2 separate regions of the Mus musculus genome follow, and region 1 is linked to region 2. A link is a contact called in public HiChIP or PLAC-seq data. All regions are on one chromosome and are shown on one strand. Each heading gives the region's core, a stretch centred on a gene start, on an enhancer-like site or on the middle of the called end of the contact. The rest is flanking DNA. Distances are from core to core; before and after follow the strand shown.

Evidence for each region. HiChIP or PLAC-seq counts read pairs in DNA pulled down with a chosen protein or histone mark.
Region 1: a contact with region 2 is called in an H3K27ac HiChIP or PLAC-seq map of oligodendrocyte precursor cells, with 4 times the contacts expected there. The contact joins two enhancer-like sites. A contact is called at or near these places in 1 of 15 datasets of contacts at CTCF or cohesin (pro-B cells), 6 of 484 Hi-C or Micro-C datasets (cerebellar granule neurons, embryonic cerebral cortex, embryonic fibroblasts and 2 more) and 2 of 115 datasets of contacts at active chromatin or transcription factors (oligodendrocyte precursor cells and pancreatic cancer cells).

Annotation. Positions count from the first base shown.
Region 1 is chr6:53,634,320-53,641,558 of GRCm38.p6, forward strand. The region is part of intron 7 of Creb5 (cAMP responsive element binding protein 5); the gene reads left to right. Among named protein-coding and RNA genes, the nearest start is that of Gm33392, 45 kb to the left of the region's middle. Within about 2 kb of position 3,497, at least 36 of the 459 cell types and tissues checked have an H3K27ac peak or open chromatin away from gene starts, as enhancers often do. A contact at or near this core is called in oligodendrocyte precursor cells, where this site is marked.
Region 2 is chr6:53,207,838-53,214,662 of GRCm38.p6, forward strand. No RefSeq gene overlaps it. Among named protein-coding and RNA genes, the nearest start is that of Gm4872, 11 kb to the right of the region's middle. Within about 2 kb of position 4,459, at least 18 of the 459 cell types and tissues checked have an H3K27ac peak or open chromatin away from gene starts, as enhancers often do. A contact at or near this core is called in oligodendrocyte precursor cells, where this site is marked.

The DNA of each region.
Region 1 (7,239 bases), core at 2,247-4,746, 430 kb after region 2:
ATCATGTCTTTTTTTTTATGTTTTTACAGTGCAGTAACCAAATCCAAAGTGAGTATAGTTTATATGATACATTTTAAAACTAATTATCACGTGAAAATTATCAAATTAAATATACTTTAAATGTTCCCATTTAAGTGTGTAATTGCGTGTCATGAGGTGAGATTCGAAATCTAACTTTAATGGGGTGAATGTATCAGGCAATGAAATTTCAGGTTTCCATCAGCTTCATATTATACACAGGCTTTCTTAGTCCCAAGGAGGCTTCAATTTTCAACTGGCTGGATACAGATTTAAAAAAAAATGTTTAGGGCTGAGAAGGATATGTTTGACCACCTCGTCAAAATTAAATGACACGTGCAGGGTGTAGAGAGTCTGTGAGGGTTCCTAGGCTCCTTCTAAACACAGAAGAAAGCCCTTTCCCTTTCTGCCCATGAAAAGAAAGCATCCCTTGGGCCATGGGCTGGGAAGAAGAGGTAGAGCAGCCACCTGAGTGTGGCCCTGTGGACAGGGTGACACAGAGGCGTGTCTAGCTCCTATCTGGGCTGCCCTTCACTCCCTGCTTTAAACACAATCCTGGCTTTGCTTGGAAGGGTGGCCACTGCGGTCATTTCATTCAAGAAGAAAACTAACAGATCTGGGGTTTGCATGCCCAGACCATGGAGACCCTTAGGACTTTGGCTATAGAGTGCTCTTAGATTTTAGCAGTAGCCATTTCAGAATTACTCTATTATTTCTGCTCTATTATTTATTTGTGTGGGCAACTTATGTGGTTCACAAAAATCTAGGAGGTGTGCTTTCCACCTCCTAGTAAGACTAAGTTACTCAGTTGTATAAAAAGTTTTGTGTTATAGGTACACCTCCAGCTTTTATTATGAATGTTGCAATTCTTTTTTAACTTCCATTTTGAAATAATTTAGGCTTATGGAAATGTTGTCGGAGTAGCACAGCAAACTCACAAATTCACCAAAGCTTCTTTCTATAATAGTAACATCTTTTATAAACTTAATATAATTTTGAAAGCCGGGAAAGCACATTGACTCTGCTTTCAGTTGGACCGCAGATCACCTCTGTTTGCTCGCTGTGCCTTCACGCCACTCTGTCCTGCTCCAGCATCCAAGGCCACACTACATTTAGTTGTCAGGTGTCTTCCTTGACCTTACTCAACCCATGACTAAGTTTCAGTCTTTCCTTTATGATCTTGACCTTTGAAATCACATTGGTCAGTTCTCTGGTCGAGTGTTCTTAAGTCTGTGTTTCCTTGTGGTTAGATTAAGGTTATGAAAGTGTATGCAAATGTTAGACATTTGCAGAAAGAATGACCATCCAGAAGTGACATCGCACTTCTTTGTCATGTGGTGTCAAAAGATACGTGACAGTAATTTGTGTGTGTGTGGGGGGGAGGAGGGAGATGGGTTCATGTGTGTGAGTGCACGCATGTGTGTGCCGTAGAGTATCTGTAGAAAGTCAGAAGACAGCCTCTGATGGTGAGGCTGCTGTTTCCTGTAGCACGCACTGCGCCAGCTGGTCCTTGAACTCCTGGGGAGTCTCCTGGCTCCACCTTCTTTAACACAGGAACATTGGGGTTACAAATGCTATGCCCCACTCTACAGCCTAGGCGTTTAGTCTCAGGTCTCAGTGTTAGCTACCGAGCCATCTCATCAGCTATGGCTTTGTGATAAAAGAATACTCAGTTTTAAGGAAAATAGCCACATACAAATCTGAACTGTGAGGTGAGCATTGATCTCATCTGCATTAACAAAATTATTACTTTCCAATGGGATTTAATTTAGATTTCAATTAAATAACAACCTTAATTGCTGTACATTTTAAGTGTGGCTCCTTTAACAAATGTTGTCATCTATATAGCTTTTTGAGACAGGATCTCTAACAATGTCGTCTTCCAAGATAAACTGTCTACCTTCTCAAACAGTATTGGGTAACCTCTGATGTGATTAGAAGACGAAGTGGGATTCTCATACCTGGCAGGATGCTGATGGAAGAAAGAACTGATCTTGTCTCTGCTCATTGGCCTTTTTTTTTTTTTAATGAAATCTTTTTACTACTAGAGTCAATAGCTTGGAAAATTAAACATGTCTTTGGGGAAGAGCTAGCCTAAGAGGTACTGAGCCATACCATACTGAGAGTCAGTATAGACAGAGTGGATGTCATTCAAACCTTATACACCTGGTCCTAGTTCCTGGGAGACAGTTTGGGAACAGGTGCCAGGTACTTTGAGGGCATAAACCTTGGAGAAGAACCTCCAGTTCTGCTCCAAAGAATCTGCCCAGAAAATGATAGTCCCAGGTGCAGGCAGGAGGTTACAATCCGGTCATCCACTTCAGCCCTGCCGTTGAGCACTGTGGAAATCATTAAGTACCTGTTAGTAAGGGAAGAGTGGAATGTGATGCGGCAGCTAAAAGTCATGCTTCCTAAACCAATAAATGATCACAGCACAGTAATTTATTATGTGGAAAAATAAAAATATTGTCTATACTGTTTGAAAGTATTCTTTTACACACACACACACACACACACACACACACACACACACACTCCACTGGTAGGAACACCAACCATGAGCAAGCATCAGTAACAGTGAGAATTCGGCCTGGTGGTTATTTTCTTCCCTGTGTTGTTTGCCTGGCTCTTTTTGGGAACAAGGCACAGGTATTATAGAGACTGAAACTTCCAGCCACCCCGCAGGTGCCCTTTAGGAAGCTTGTGGAACCCTCTGTCCAATTCCTCTTCCAATAGCAGCCATTGAAACTTTAAAAATAACCAAATGGCATTTAAAATTTGATTTTGAGTGCTTCTGGACACGTGTGGGCATCCAGTTTCACCCTGCGATGAACTGCATAGTTAAATACGTCAGGCAATTTAGTGGCTATGATACTTATCCCAGGGACATTTTTATGGACAGAGATTTGTAAGTGAAATCTCCCTCTTTTCTTTGTATAAAAAACTCCCATGGCATGTTTCCATCTGTGTGGGATCATCCTTCTAAACTTCAAAATTATTAAAAATACATTTTAGCTCAACAAAGTATGCTACCTTAGTGTCCCATCTCCACCGAAATAAAAGGCTTCCATACATTTTCTTTAAAAAAATATTTATCTGTATTTGAAGAAAAATTGACAGCTAAATTGTCTATGGTTGACTTTAAAAGTAAGAGCATCTGTGGGAGCTAAGGATTTGGTGAAAGAGAAGAGAAGGCTAGCCTTTCAGGAAATATGAAATCTCATTTAAATACAAGTTAGAAGATACATTTTTTGTTATTTTTTTCAAGGTTAGTCTTGGAAATTAACAACAGCAACAAAAACCCCTTCAAGCTCATCAAATCACAAAAGCCAAATATCTAGGTTTCATTTTTAATCAAACAGGCTAAATATTCATGTTTTTGTGGCTAAATGAAGCTTTTGTATGCCATGCTCCAGCCCCTCTCCATGAATAGTGGCTTTGTGGCTGGGTGAGGTCACTGCAGGGGACAGTGAGGTAAGATCACAGCTGAGACCACAGGCCCCTCTGCTGCACCCTGCACCAGCTTTCTCGAAGCCAGAGAGCTGCCGTTCGTTCTCCACCAAAGGCCCTCAGTTTGTTTGTGCCGGGCTGTGGCCCCTCTTGCCTGTGAACAGGGATGGCACCATGTGCCGTGAATAATTCAAGTGTTGCGTGAGGGCCGGAATGGCAAGAAAGAGCATGTGGTTGGCTGGGACTGCAGTATTCTATGGTTTCTGCTCCTTTAAACACCCCTGGTGGCCACCTGCTCTGTGATGAAAAACTGCGTCCTTCACTTCCTCTAGCTCTGTGACAGGATCCGTGAGGGATGGCAGCCGTAGTTGTGGGACTGTACCTTGATGCTCTTGCCTCCCATGCAGTGACAGGCTGTCACCCGCAGATTCATTAAGGATGAATGATGGATCATATTTTACCTACACTTCCTACTAACCAGACAGAGGAATGAGTCAGTTGCCAAGAGCCTGTTGGCAAGCAGCCCCTGGCTAACAGTGTTAGCGCTGCAAGAACATGAAAAAAAGTTTACTCTCCTTTCCCCTTCAACAAGATCTCTAAGATTGGACCCCCTACTTTACAGAGCTGTGGGATGCTTCGATCTCCACTCAATATCAAATGACATCCGACTTAGACAGTGTTGAGACACCATGCCCAGCCTTTTCTTGTGTCTGCCCCTGCAGGTGCCACAGCAACTGGGACATCTACTTTTTAATAATCTCCTAGAACACTCTCTTCCTCATGGACCCAGCATCCCAGAACTGTGCCTTCTCCCCACCTTACCTGTAAGGATGGGGAGGTAGATGTCTTAGAGTGCACTCTGTTGGTTACACTTTGACCATTCCAAGTGGGGATAAACAAAACATTGAGGCTGGCTCGGTTAGGCAGTAACATGTGGCTTATATGATCTTATATGACAAACATATGCCTCGGCAGACTGGGGAGTCGGGATATTAGCACTGACTGGTTTACGATCCGTGTGCCACAGGCATGGAGAGAAGGTGCACTAGACGCTCCTGTCGGAAAACGTCCTCTGCACTTGGACAGAAGTCTTAGGAGAGCGGCGGAAACTGAGCAGATAATCGGAAGTGTGATGGGCCCTTGTCTCAGTTTCCCTTGACAGGCTGTGGAGGAGGGTTGACTGGCGGGCGTCACACAAGCAGCTCCTCAAGACCCCACCAGCAGCAGACTTGCTACTCTGGAGTGTGGATTGGTATGAGAGAGACCGGAGGCCTTGGTAGAGAGACACATTCGGTTCTAACATCCAGGGGTCTCTGGAACGCCACACGGGAAATGATCACTATTTTTTGGGGCAGTAGGAATAACTGGAGGATTTGGAGCAGGAAGAGACAAGATGACATTAGTTTTTCTGGACTGTGAATCTGGAAGTGTTGTGTAGGAGCACACGTCAGCTCATAGTAATGAAGAAAAAGCTTCACTAAGCTGGAAATACCACAATCTGTGCTTTGGGGACATGAACTAAATTATGACCCCTGTGCGTTTCTGCTGAGCACACACTCTGATGGTTTCCCACTATGAACAGAGTGAACGCTGTCAGCCAAAGGCCTAACCATGACTCAGATGGCCCCTAAAACACATGACCTGGACACTAGAGTGTACTTCTGCTGTTTATTGTTATTAATCCTTTTATTAGACATTTGTATGGCTCTACTGTGCATCAGGCATCATGATAGACCCTAAGTGTAAGGAGAAATAGAAAAATGAAATAAACTCTGCTGTACAGGAATGCATCTGTAATTGCTGTAGATTGGAACCTGGGGATGTGCGGAAGCACAGAATGGCGGGCACAGACAGTTCTAAGGAATGCAAACCTTCCTGGTCTTGGTGTAGTCTGTGATTGTGTGGCTTTGCATGTAAGATGAGCTCTGTGTAAGGAGCAAGCCAGGCCAGAGGAAGGACCTGCCATCAGCCTTTGTCATCCAGTGGTTCCTCAGCTTCATTGCAGTGACCAAAACAATTGATAAGTGCAACTTAAAGAAAACATGTGACTTGGCAGATGATTTTATAGGTTTCTGGCCACAGTGCCCAAACATCATGGTTGGAAATGTATCATGTGCTCAATTTGTGGGACAAAAGAAGGGGAGAGGAGAAGAGAGAAGAAAACGAGGAAGCTAGGAAAAGAGGGGAAAAATAAGGAGGGATGGAGGGAGGGAGGAGAGAAAGGGAGAGAGAGAGAGAGAGACAGAGAGAGAGACAGACAGACAGACAGACAGACAGACAGACCTGGGGACAAGATACACCGTTCAAAAACAAACCCTAAGCAACCCACTTCCTCCAACTAGACCTCACCTCCTAATAACCCATATCGATGAAGTTATCATTTACTTCATCAATGAAGTTAACTCTCTCCTAATGTGGTCTCCCCTCAATAGTGCCATCAGCTGAGGAACAAGCCTTTGGAGGCATTTTCTATTCAAACCATAGCACTCGGTAAAAGCAAGCTGGATGGAATGGCTCCTGGATGTCTATTAGATACAGACCCAGTTCCTTGGCACGGACACAGGAATCTTTCCTCTAAGTTTTAATCCAGGACCCAAATCTTCCATAACCACTCTGCCAGGTCCTCCAGCACCACCGAGGTCATCTGTCTCAGTCACGACCAAACACCTTAAGCCCAGCCAAGTTACAAATGGTGTTCAAAGGTATCTGCTGGGAGTTGACAATTTTCAGACAGAGAGACAGAGACCGAGATCACTCGGCTGTCCTTGGTGCATAAGTTGCCAGGTAGAGCAGCTTGATATCCCTAGATAATTGATTCAGGCACTCACCTTTCTGCAAATGTATAACAAACCATTAATAAATGAGTTCTGACATTCTGCAACTGTTGGCTGGTACCAAGTCAAACACAGGCACCACCCTTCATGTTGTATTATTGCAGCTATCAGTCAGCCTGGCTGATCTTTGCAGCCTACTGTTGTAGATTATCAATCTGAGACCATCGGTCCTGAATGCTGTGTAATGCTAGCACACAAACTCTTCGGTAGTGCTTTGTGGTATGGGGCCAGCAGTGGGGCCTGTAGAGCAGAGGCGGTGGTATTTCCTAAGAGTACTGAAGTAGCCACAGCTGCTGTCACTGACACTGTTACCCTTGCTGCCATGTTCTCTATTCAGAGCATAGAAAGACCAAATGACAAGAGGTGAGAGAGAAATCTGTATCCACCTATAGCTGAGTCTATGACTGTGCAGATGAGACACACACAGAAGCCATACATGCACACACACACACACACACACACACACACACACACACACACACACACACACACACACGGCCATGCCCGGGTGCTTTGGCTGCTGTTTGAACAACTACCAAGAAGTGTCAATAGACATGCAGATTTGACTCATAGCTGTCCTTGTCACTAACTTTGATTCTGTCCAGTTTAAACCATCAGTTTGCTGGAGTGGAAGCTGAGAAGTAGGAGACTAGTCTGGGAATAGAAGAAAGTCCACCGAGGAGAGCCGGGAAGATTAGCTGTGAGTAAGCCAACTTGTCGACCTAGGAAGATAGCTCAGACCACAGTCTCATGCTGCCTGTGCTAGGGTCTGTGACACCAGTCAGCAGGTCACCCAGTCATGGCCCTGAGAAATCCCACGGCGGTTCAGAGCACTAGAGACTGATTAAACATGTTTATATATAATTTGAAAATGGTGCTTTCAGGAAGCGTGTGGTTCTTTAAAGTCATTTTAAAATGTGAGATTTAACTTCAGTTT
Region 2 (6,825 bases), core at 3,209-5,708:
CAGTAGTTTCAATGAATAATGTCCTCCATTTTCTCAGGTATCTGAAGACTTGGTTCTCAATTGGTGGCACTGTTTGGAGAGGTTTAGTTAGTACAGCCCTGCTAGGAGAACTATGTCACCGAGGGTTTGCTTTGTCATTCAAAACTGTGTGTCATTTCCGGGTCGTGCTCTCTGTTTCCTGTTTGTCATTGAAGATGTGAGCTCTCAGCTAGCTCCCTGCTCCTACCACCATGTCTGCCCTGTATTATCGTATTTCACCTCTTCGATGGACTCTTATCTCTCAGGAACCATAAACCAAAGTAAATTCTTCCTTCTATAAGTTGCCTTGGCCATGATGTTTTATAACAGCAACAGAAAAAGTAGCTACTACCTCAAATACGGTCACCTACTCTTGATTTTCCACTCGCACCTCGGGCTGTTTCTCTCTGCCTCTTTGAGGGCTCCTACCCCCTAAACGACGAGCAGGTACTGGAGGTTTCTGGAGAACATGCCTGATTCATCTTAATCCCAAGTCATATTTTTTTTAACATGGATGTTCTCATAAATGTCTTCAGTGTGACCCGAGTATCCAAGCCTTCCAAATCTGGCTCTCCAGACCCAGAGCTCTGTTACCTTCTGTTCAGATTCTTTATATCTTGTTAGCCTCATCTCCACACAGATGTTTAATAGGGAACTCAAGTTTTCCAGCGACAAACAGAAAGACTGCTCCATGATTCATTACATCTTTTTTTTTTCCCCCTTACAATCATTCTGTCACAGTAATCGGCTCTGCCATTCAACAATGCCTGGAGTAGAAGACTAGCTAGAACTAGTTAGCTTTCCCTTTTGTTTACTCTTTCATGACGAATCACTAAAACTTGTCAACATTTCCATCTGAAAGCACCCCTACCATGCCCACATCTCCCACCTCTAACCCCCTCTTCCACACACATCATCATTTTCTCTAGTCTTAGCTACAGTAACCTTCCTGAGTAACATATTTGCTTCTGTTGTTCCCTTATGAGCCTTTCCCTACACAGTAGCCAGAAAGCTATTAAAAATTGTAGTCAAACCATTAGCAAGGCTTCTGATGATAGGAGTTATCAAAGCCATTTTTCCTCAGGTCATAAAAATCTCCTTGGTATAGACTGTAAACTCCTCTAACCACCTCCATCATAACATGCTTTGTCCCGAGTGCACTATAAGCATGGTTTTTAGCCACAACTGACTTCTCTTTATTCCTTACCCTGCCAATGCCACTTTAGCCCCCTTTATTTCTCCACTCAATGAAAGAAAGCCCCAGGTAAATAGAATCAGCAGATAAATACACAGGCATCGTATTCAGCTGGTTTTATCTGGCTTTGATTCTGAAAAGCAGCGTGGACATAACCAAGCAAGCCATGTTCATTTCTTTCAAGTATGCTATGCATTAGTCTTTCTCAAAAGTTATAAATTTTGGCTCCAAGAAATATTTCAAACCCGAGAATCTGCATTTTGTCACGGAGCTCAGAACAACTTGATGACCTGATTTATAAACTGCATTAAAACACAACGGCTTGCTTTGAAGGGGAGGGCCCTGAACTGTATAGATCCAGTGTTTACCGTAGGCAATGGTGTTGTCTGTACACAGTAGGTATTTGGTAACACATGATTACTCAGATTAAACGTTTGCTAGAGTGTAACTCGAGCATCACTGTGGCCTGTGTTGAGATGTCATCTATTACTGGCATCTTGTTTGTCTCCACCCTTCCCACCTCTCCCACTAGCTGACATTTCTGTTGTCCTTGCAATCAGTTCCCCTTCGAGATTTTCCTTCCTTCCTTCCTTTGTCTATTTACTGCGGCCACACATCCTGCTGAACAGGCTTGGAGCAGATATTCGTCCAACTTTTAACATCTGTACACAGGGGTTCTCAAAATCTCAGTGAAGTAGTTTTACACCTACCCCTGAGAGAGAAAACACAAGCAGAGATATGAAAATTGTTTGTCTTACTTGGGGCAGATAAGAGGGTTCTTTGAGAACCAATTTGGACATAAATGGGTTTGTATTGCATTTCCCTTTAAAGAGAAAGTCTGGTTTTGTTTAGGCCCGGTATTAAATTTAGCATCAGTGCTCATAATCCATCAAACTTATTAGTTAAGAGATCAAAATATCAAAATAAGTATTTCTGTTTGGAGGCATACTGTTTAAATAACTGTGGTACCCTTCATACATGTGGGCCTGTCCCCTATTTGCTTTCGGGATTTCCTAAAATCCAATCAGCTACCTGCTACATCCATCGAGCCACAAGGAATATAAGGGAGCAAGACAAATAAATGGCTGGTTGCCTTCCATAACTACTATGCCTCAGTCTAAAGGTTCTCTTGCCTTAGACTTTCTTTTTAGTAAAATCCAACTGATAAATTTTTTTCATGGTACATCCTGCTTGTGGTTGACCACAGGAAAGATCTGAGAGCCACAGAGCCATCAAGGCATCCCCAAACACAAAAGGGGTCTGATTACATTTCATTTGTCAATTTTAGTAAGGGGCAGACTTCACTCTCAAGGAATTTCAGATATCCTTTGCAAGAAAATAGCTTCCAAAATGACACGAATAAACACTGTATTTTTAAGGTGTGGTCAAGTTTGCATCTGTTTTTCCTTTTTCTCCATTAGGATCCCTTGACTGTCAAACACCTTTTGAGGACTTTTTCTAATCAGCAATAACAAAGTAATAATTGTTGAGTACTTACTACTGACACAGCTCCTTCCAAGCTGAGACGGAGTCCACTGGCAACCTCATAATGTCAGGAGGCACTTTGCTTTGGGATAGCTGTTCTCAAATATTATCAGAATTAAGCATTTTAGGGGATTGTCCAGAATGCACCCTGCTTCAGGAGTTTGTTTAGGAAGGGCCGTAGGCATTAAAAATTCACAAGCTCCTTAGTGACCCAACTGTGACAGTCACGTGTAGCAGGAAACATAAAAATAAGCAGTCCACGTTATCCTGGTGAAGACACCAGCGGGCCTTGTTCTCATCTCTCTGACGTGAAGCTCTGAAATCTTTCCTCCCAGCTCAATAAGTTCCCATGGCAGGTTGTTACAATGCCAGCCCCACTCTTCTAAATTCCCCTGGCTGGTTGGGGTGCCCTGCCACTGTACTTCTTCTCTGGAACCCAGGTGAGTCTCTTGTGTAGGAAAACAGCACACAATCTTAGTTTAGCATCAAAAGGCAACACAATCACTGGGTGCAGCAACTGGCATCCTAACAGTAAGCCGTTCTAAGTTAAATCCTCTGGTAGTGGATCCCAACAGATCTGCCACCAGAATGGGGGCGGGGGTAGGCGAGGGGCGTATCCTTGCTACCTACATCTTGACTCCATCGTCCTCCCCATCCAAAAGGGCAGACCCTTTTTTTCCTGCCTTGCCTCTTCTTCTCTCTGACCTGGAAGTCCCACCTACTACTCGCCCAGTGATTGGTCCCCTGAAATCTTATTCATAAGGGCAAGGTTCTGCCACAACCACCCAGGGGAAGAGCAGTGATCCCAGAAGCCTTCTGATAGATTAATTCCAATCAACGTATTGGGCACTTTCTCTCTAAAAGGATCGATCGTTCTCAATTCACAGAACAGTGACAATTTTCAAGTCTATTAGCTGAAGCCACCTGTCCTTGCATCGTTGGCTTTTCCTCAGTGTAGGTCAGGTTATAATTATGCTGGTGCTGGGTCACACACTAGGGGATCTGCTGGTGATTGTATTTCTACAAGTTTCCAGAGCTTACCCTCACACTGGCCTTCCAGCTGGTGTGGAGTGGCACTGGTGAGCAAAGTCTTTGAATTAAGGCTGCTCCTCTGGGGCTGGCTCTCTGCCCAAGGCTCCTGCACTGAGAAAACAGAGCCAGATTCAAAGTTAAACATTCATAAAAATCGGAACCGCAGCAATTTTGAGTCCTTGCCAATGTGTCCTCTTGTTTAACTCCCCTCCCCCCTCACTCTCTCTCTCCCCCTTCCCTCCCTCCATCAGTCTCTCCTTCTTCCCTTCCTCCCCCCCCCCCTTAAAAAGGCTTCCTAGAGTAAGATGTTTCATATATAGTCTTACCCATGAAAGTAGCCTCTTTGCCAGAGTTAGAACTTTACTCTCCCTCCACGCCATAATGTGGCCATTTCTACCCTTGGTACTAATTGGTGTTATCAGGAGAGCAAGGCATCAATGCTCTCCCTGTTCCTTCACAAGTAGGGCTCACAGTTTGTTGGCTGGTGCTTCCCATGTGGCTCTATTCAAATTAAACTTATTCTGTGTGAATGGAGCTCTATAAATGGTGGCTTTGCAGAGCTGTTGCGTCTTCAGGACACACTACCATGAAACACATTTCCTGTCACTTCCTCTGACTTGACAGCAGCTGAGCAATGCCATGGGACCTCCCTATCCTACCTGTGGAGTTAGGGCCACTTAGAGTGAGTGTAGCCCACGATTCCCTGCTTTGCCATGGGTTTCTGAGGACATCTGTAAATCATTGTGTTAAATGCAAAAGCACACTTATCACAGCCAGCCTCTTGCTTGGGTCTGATATTTCCTGTTTTGAAGGTTTCCTTGGCATCCCACACTGTTGATGGAACACCAGCTGCTTTTAGTGGCTCAGATTTATAGGCTCTTTCATCAATTATCTTGCCATTTTACCCAAATTTTATGTAATTGAGGAGAAGGTTAAACTATCTCCTATGTAAACACAAGGCTTAATTTTTGCCCCTGTTTTGCATGCTTAATTTGTTTTTCCAATGGGACCATTGATCTCTAATGCTATTAAACCCCATCAAGCTTTGTAACTGGACCACACTAGAAATATTGTTCATGACAGACTGAAAGTAAAGTATGACTTACCTAAGACTCACAGTCTTTGAAAATTTATTTGATTTTTAATACTATTGACCTCTTTTGAAATAAGAGAGTAGAACTAAGAGATCAAAAACAAACAAAAACAAACAACAAACAAAACAGATGCTATGCATGACTTGACAGTCCCCAGCTGGAAGATGGGCTGACAGGAACAGTGGCTTCTTGATAGAAATCTCTCTTTCTCTCTCTCTCTCTCACTCTCTCTCTCTCTCTCTCTCTCTCTCTCTCTCTCTCTCTCTCTCGTGTGTGTGTGTGTGTGTGTGTGTATGTATGTATGCGCGTGTGAACATACACATGCATGTGGAGGCCAGAGGCCAACCTCAGGTATTGTTCTTAGGTGCTGCCCCCACTACCCCTTTTAGGTAAGGTCTCCCACTTGGCTTAGAACTTGCTGACTAAAGGCTGGCCAACCATGGAGCTTTGGGGCTCCAGCTATTTCTGGCTACCTAGCACTGGGATTGTAAGCATGTGCCATAAGTCTGTATTCGTTCATCCACTCATTCATTCGTTTGTTAAACAAGGGAGCTGTTCTGACAAGCACTTTACTGACTGAGATATTTCCAAGGCTTGGTAGTAGAAATTCTCGAGTGATGGCTGTGGTTCACACGTGATCATTGAGAGACACTTAGACCTACAAACGATTGCATTGCTTTGTCTAAAAAAACCAGAGCAGCTAGACCAATGTACAAGAGTGTTCATGGTGTAGTGACATTTGTATGCCATGTATTGATAGAATGGAACAAATATTTCTGCACAAGTCCTGACACACTTCTGGTGAAACTTCTCCTTGTTGCTTTTGCCTGAATGCTTGAAGATGGGCTGCTCACTACTTTGTGGGCTAGCCAGGTGCTCATTTGGCACAGGGCCCAGTCTGTCTACTTGAAATTTCACCCATTTACTTCATTACTGAATCAGCACTTGCTGAGCGCTTTGTCTACCCTCTGCTGACTAGACATGGTTCTTGCTGTTGTGGTGGGCTGGGCTAATTCATGGTTCCTTAACCTTTTTTATTATTGTTCCTTAAGAGAGACTTACTGTTTTCTCTCCCTAATCACCCCTCTATTGCATGAAAACATAATATCACAAAAAGATGCTATATCTATCTACGTAGTCTGCATACCTGTGCTTGGTCTGTGTGTGGTGTGTGTCTGTTGTATGTGGTGTGTGTGTTTGTGTAGTATGTGTGGTATGGTGTGTGTGTGTGTGTGTGTGTGTGTGTGTGTGTGTGTGTATCTTTTATCATCCAGGCTGACTGCTCAGATCTGTAATCCCGGTGCTCAGGAAGCTAAGGAGGATTATGAGTTGAAAGCCAGACTGTGTTACACTGTGAGTTCCAGGCCAGCTGGGGCTATACATATTCTGCTATACTTCTAGACCGGAGCCTAGCATAATCATCACCAGAGAGGCTTTGTTCAGCGACTGATGGGAGCAGATGTAAGGATCCACAGCCAAACAGATAGAGGTGGGGGAGTCCTGTGGAAGAGGGAGAGGAAGGATTGTAAGAGCTACTGGGGTCAAGGATACTAAAAGAAAATCCATAGAACCAACTAACCTGGTCTCATAGGGCCTCACAGAGACTGACCTGACAATACTGGAGCCTACATGGGTCTAACTAACCTAGGTCCTCTGCATGTATGTTATGGTTGTGTAGCTTGGTCTTCTTGTGGGATTCCTAACAGTGGGCACGGTGGTTATCTTTGACTCTTTTGCCTGCTTTTTTGAGACACTTTTCCTCTGGCTGGGTTGCCTCATCTAGCTTTGATACAAGGGTGTGTACCTAGCCTTGTTGTAACTTGCTATGCTGTGCTTGGTTGATATCCCTGGGAGGTCTGCTCTTTTCTTATGGGAAACAGAGGAGGGGTGAATTTGGGGGAAAGGGGAAGTGGGGAGAAAGGACTGGGAGGAGAAACTATAGTTGGGATATAATATATGAGAAAAATTAATTAATTAATTAATTAAAATAAATGTTTGACT